Regions from separate parts of the Drosophila melanogaster genome. Here region 2 is linked to region 1. A link is a contact called in public targeted proximity ligation data. All regions are on one chromosome and are shown on one strand. The core of a region is the stretch at or near the end of the contact, and the rest is flanking DNA. Distances in the headings are between cores, read along the strand shown.

Region 1 (3,114 bases), core at 315-2,814:
TCAAGCAAATTTGGCTCGCTGCATTTTTCGTTGTTCTCCCCAACTTTAACCCCCACTGTCCAACTTACACGTCTTAACCCCTCACCGGGATGAGGGGTTTTCAGTGACCATGAAGAATCGGCATTTAGAAAAAAGATTGTGGTAAATTAGTTGAATAGCGAATGAACATTTAATGAACACACTCGTAATCAAACATTAATGTTTACCCAATAATATTTAAAAACTTAAAAGCCATTTGTTTGTGCAATCTCTAACTCCATGTTCTCTAAATTCTTTTCATTTCAGGTATGTAAATTTTATGAGTTATCCGTTGATTGACCCCTATGTCCCCAAACGAGTGAGTAGAGCTTCTCCTCCCAGGAGACCCGCATTGATTTATGGCACTACTCTGGCTAATTTGCCATAATTAGACACGATAAACACACAAACTCTGGCAGCAGAGGGCACTAAATATTTATATATATTTACTGGCTAGATTACCAACATCGATTTGCACTCGAGTTCCTCTCAGCCGGCACTCACTTGACATCGCACATGGCACATGGGACCACAAATGGTGGCAATTAGGCCTGCTCTTGAGGTCTCGACTCCGGTCGGATTTATGAATTAGTTTAAAGTGCAATTGGGGACGCAGAAGCTCACTTTGTTTCCCCTACAATTATGCCATAAAGTTAATTTTACTTTGATTTTGCTGGACAGCCGCAGGCCCTGCTACTATAACTATATAAATTTAATCATAGCTATTTAGGAGCCCGAGAGGATCTTCTTGTAAAGAAGACACACCGGTTAGGTGTGTACTTCACTGTAAGAAATACAATACAATGTGTTTAGCACTTGGGATTGAAAAACAGGAACAATTTTAAAAGTTTGGTAGTTATTTGATAGCATTGGGCTGAGAAGGCTAAGGGTTCTTAACTCCAATAAGAAGGAAGCAATCATAAAACATATATTTATATACAAGAATACATTGGGACGCCTAATCATTTATTTGATATTCCTCTCTCTTTTTTACCATTATTTTTGTTTGAGTGTTTGTATCATCCTCGGTTTCTGGGCAATATCAATCTCGGTCTCGGTTTGAGTCTCAGTTCCATTTGCGGACTGACGGCATCTGAAGTACGGCGCTTGCCAATGGGAATATCTCCCGATGGCTTAGCACAAGACCAGAGCTCCTCCTGATCCCTGGTCATATCCCTCCTGCGGCATTCCCCCCGATTCTCGCCACTCCTCCACTGCCCACTTGAGCTGGTATTCTAACGCACTCGAGACTGGTTTCTCAAAAAGCCACTCGAGCTGCCCGTCAAGTGTCTCTGTGTGGCTGGGCTGTCAATAGACATCTTGCCATGACTTGTGTAAAATATATATCCACAAAAAATATATGCAACACTATATTGACGCGTATATACGGTCTGCATGTTTAGTTGCTTGTGCACACTTGAAGAAATCATAATTATTGCCAGTCAACTTTTTTGAGTGGCCCCAGACTGGTTCATAAATTTACATAAAAGATAAGCACTGGCACCACTGAAATGATTGTGTATATGAAATAAAAGGCCACTCTGTGTGTGAGCTGAATTTAGTGATCCGAAGAGATCTAAAATGATCTTGGCTACATTAGTCATTTTGAATTGGCTTCGGACACACATAAATTGCCTGATGGGATCGCTTACTGGTTCAGAACTTTATTTATGTTGCCCTGTCAAGTGGATAGTATTTGCTTGTGTTAAATTTTTATATTTATGTAGAATAGAATGTAGACCATATTTTAAGCCATTTATTAGAAGGAATGGCATTTTTAGAATCAATCATTGTAATTTATCATATGTGATTGAACGCAATAAATGTCGAATTGAACTATAAAAAATCATGATTAGGAAGTGGAACAGAAAAACATTAACATTAGATGGCGTTGTTCAGCCAAATTATGGAAAATAATTCACACAACTTTATCAATAGGCCATTTATTGCCGATACAAAGCCGTCCATTAAGACGCCTATTCAAATAAATCATAAATATTTTGTTGCATTTGTTTTTGTGGTTTCGAAAGTGCGTTTCGCATTACCGGGCCAAAACTGAAATCGAAACTCCACAGCATACATGGCGCAACATGTGGCTAGGTGGCGACCAATTAAGCGACTACCCACCTAGACTGTGGACTCTAGACTCTAGACTCCGTAGACCCAGGACTAACCCAACCCATTACGAATCTGAATCCAATCCCAACTTCAACCCAACCCAAACTGCAGCTGTAAATCAACTTTGCAGCTCTCGAGAGCTCAAAAGACATGCGTGGCAAGAAAGCCAAGTGAAACATACATAAATTAACATCAATAAAGCAGCAGCACAAACTAAACTCGGCTTATGAATACGGGATATATATGCATACGATTCATTTTTTGCGCTGCCGCATATAAATCATTTTTAATGGCCAGATGCATGCGAGTTGAGGGCCCTTGATTGTCTCCCTTTCACACTGATACTGTGCATGTTAAACATGTGTAGGGTTATGATATGGCAGGACCATCCTAAGGATCTCGTTTTAAGATCCGGTTCAGTGTACAGCCGGGAAGTCATCTGTCGGATTTTTTGAAACACTGTTGATTTGCAAATTTAGATAAGTTTTCGACTGCAGTTAAAAATATGTGCATGACATCGTTTTGCCTTTTTGGCAAAGTGTTTTTCTGCACCAATATGTTTTGGCAGCACTTGCAAAAACTGCTAAAACAACTTGTACTCGGTGCGTGGCTGCGTCTGAGTATGTCTGAGTACCGTTAACTGCAACGCTTAGATACAAATGCCGAGATAACAAATCGTTGTACAACGCTGCGCGTACAAAGTTTCGCCGCTTTCCTTATTTTCCCGATTTCGTGTTTTCTTCATTTTTTTTTTTTTTTTTGGTGTGTGAAAAATTGCCCAATCCCAGGCTTGGCTTACTCCATTTGTTTGCTGCGTTCCGATCTACTAAACCATTTTTCCCTAGCAAACTGCACTGAAATCAAAGATACCCATCCGGGGATAAGTCAGAAAGTGAACACCATTTTTGTACAGTAATCAAAATCAAATTTCGAATATAATCCGTCTTTATTACGCCATTTTATGAATGTAATATGGAC
Region 2 (3,114 bases), core at 239-2,738, 170 kb after region 1:
CCTGCTCGAGAAGGGTAAAAGGTTGCAAAACCTTGGCCAGCTCGTGGCCATTGAGACTACTGTCCGAGGAGTAATTGGAGCCCACGGAAAACTTGTCGATAACAGTGGAAATTGTGCTGGCGGTATCATCCGACTCTGAGCCCGCCTTAATGGATTCGGTTAAAAGATTCAGGTAGTACTCCGCATCCGGTGGTGGCGTCAATGGCTTCTCAATGAGCAACTGAGCCTGGTTCTCTTTGGAGTTTTGCCGTCTCACCAACTTTCTTGGCGGCACTGGTGGCGGAGGCGGTGGTTGGGCATTCAGTGTGATCGAAAGGTGTTCCTGCTGCTGTGGGTCCTCTTCGCTGGGAGGCTTCTGTCCGTGACCATTTCGCACCACCAGCTTAATGGCCACATTGTCTTTGAGGCCGCGAACGCAATCGATTCGAGTCAATTCCCGGACATCACGACCATCGATACTGACGATCTCATCACCCTCTCGTAGATTACCCCAGCTGGTGGACACTTTGGAGGCAGGACTGTCTGCAGCACAGGATTGTATGTACAGTTTTTGGACGAGCTCTGTGCTCCTCGTGCCTCCTTGAAACTTTAGGCCAAAACCGAGACGTTCTCCCGGTAATCTGAACACTGTGACATTCTCTATTTGCTCCTCCATCGTAGGGCTTGAGCCACTACCAACATCCTCCTCCTTTTTTCGCTGTTGAAGCAACTCCATCTCGTTAATCGTCAGCACTGTGATGAACGAGGAGTCCTCCGCCACAGAGCTTTGACGCTTGACTAGCTTCTTAAGGCGATCCTTCGGGTTCGACGTCGGATCATCCACTTCCACGACCGTTATGTAGTCATCATTTATGGTTGCCGTCTTCGCTGTCGTGCCATTCGCTTTTGGTGTGGAGGCCATTTTAGCAGTATTAAGTTAGAGCCTGTAGCAGAAGAAGAAGAAAATGTTTTAAACATATATAATTTTATGTTTAGTCAATAATCAAGAATGTTTATACAAATAACATTATTTGTAAAAATTTAACACAAATTGTGGGTTGTTGATCTTGCTTAGTGAGATACTTTGGTTTTGATCTTAGCTAAAGCTTTTCATAAAATTCGTTGTTGAATATGTTGGAGTAATCATGGCTTCAAACCAAACAAAATGATCGTAGATAATAATATGGATAATCACGACATCTACATGTAGACTAATACTTACAAAGTTGTAAATGTAAAATGCATGTAGAAGATTTGTGTATGTATATTACAAGCAACGTTTCGTAGGACGATTTTTAAATTAAACTATTTATTTATTTAATAATATAACGCATAATAATCTTTTCAATTACTTAAAACTAATAGCAAACCTTGTCGGTCTTAACTTAAATTTTAAGAAAGGGAACTTTAACAATCCAGAGAATAAACTTTAATCAACATTTTAAAGTGCCTTTATACCATTATTCTTCCTTTACTCACTCATCTAACTAATGGGTCTTGGGCCCCGGTTTCATACCATTTCTTTCGACGTTTTTCTTTCTCTGCCATGTTCCACTGTCAACAGAGTTGGAAAAATTTTTATTTATGCACTTTGTAGCGCCAAAATTCTCCGGCGGCACCTGTCAGTCAACACCCGGGATAGCACAAACAGTTAGGGAGCCCCCGGGGCCAGAAGAGCAAACAAAAGAGCAGAATCTGGGTGGGGATATGCCGGCTGGATGGACACTGGCGGCTGACTGACAGTCGCTGACCATAGACATGCACACAGAATAATACTGGAGCTATAAAATTTCCCTCGAGTAAACATTATTTCTTGGGATTAGGTTAACCAAGCAATATTATTATTTTAGTTACCGTCGCTTAGATCGACACATATTTTCAGGTAGATATTTTACTTAATATTTAATTTAATACCTTTTCTGAATTCTAACTATCTTTACAACAACTATCATTTAAACATTCGCTCTTCTAACATTCTACGATACTTTTTTCCTTAGTGGATGAGCAAACAAAATGACCAAATGGGGCTGAGCTAAGGAAAGTTGAGATGGGAGTGGAAAAATCAGGAACCGAGGAACTGCGATGGGACGCCAGACGAATGCCAGTCAAAGTCGCTGCTGACTGACACAGTTTGCCATTTTCGAGGAGGAAGCTGTTTGACCAGTACATGAAGGACCGAGGATGTCGGGTGACGGGAAAAACCGGGCAATTGGTAAGTGCTCGCTGTCTAATTGAAGTCAAGTGCGTTACTCTGAGCCACTTCTATCCAACGGATGCCCAATCAAATTCGTTTCGCACCAAAGCCAAACCAACTTTGACATTATGCAGCACAAATTGTGTGCAATTTTCAGTTGAAAGAGGAATGCGAAAGAAAAAGAGAAAAGAAAAATATATTTCACAGCTTAAAGCAAAAACTGGCTCAATGAGGGCTCCAAACCTCCGGCCCAAACTGTCTGCCACATCGTCTAAAGGTAACAATTTATATAATGAAACTGATTTCAAATTTGTGATGTTCGTTGACGCGGGGGAACTGACTTGACTCGTTTGCCATCGCGGTCCATTTCTCGTTCCTGCTCCCGACATTGGTAATTACCGGGCACCGGCCAAAACAACAGTTATAGCCACGAAAAAAAAGTAAAAAAAAAAACAAAACAGATAAGTAAGGATGGGCGCAGAAGTCCGAAATAAACAAAACCAACATAAGTGGAAAGCCTTAGGCTTCCGGGTGTAGAAAAAAGAATGCCCTGAAGGAAAATGACTAAGAAAATGCATTAAATTGGTTTCGTTTAACTCTTCAAAATTGGTATCAAGAACATTTAGCAAGCTTGCCTTAAGCACTTGGAGTATTTGATAAATCCCTTTTATTGATTTTTCTATAGTAATCTTTGTTGAAAAGTTATTTTCGGATATATATGGCAGAAAGAAGAACAGGAAATCATTAAGTTGAATGATTCGATAACTCCTAATCAAATTATGGCCACGCAATTTTGATTATATTTAAACCATGTAAAACAGCAAGAAAAAAGATCAGAAAACATTAAACATTTTAAAGTCAAGCCAATTCGGGCAATGAAACCTATTCTCCTTAAAAAGGGTATACAACTTTATGTTCATGAACGAGAACGGTAGCGGTAA

What was found.
Region 2: a contact with region 1 is called in a targeted proximity ligation map of the Kc167 cell line, with 3 times the contacts expected there. A contact is called at or near these places in 2 of 107 Hi-C or Micro-C datasets (the Kc167 cell line and the S2 cell line) and 1 of 7 datasets of targeted methods (the Kc167 cell line).

What each region holds. Positions count from the first base shown.
Region 1 is chr3L:14,345,832-14,348,945 of dm6, forward strand. The region is part of intron 4 of fz (frizzled); the gene reads left to right. Among named protein-coding and RNA genes, the nearest start is that of CG13482, 18 kb to the left of the region's middle.
Region 2 is chr3L:14,512,348-14,515,461 of dm6, forward strand. bbg (big bang) reads right to left here. Exons shown (of 9, transcript NM_140448.3): 3 at 1-923. The coding sequence starts at 901. Among named protein-coding and RNA genes, the nearest start is that of CG9592, 3.9 kb to the right of the region's middle.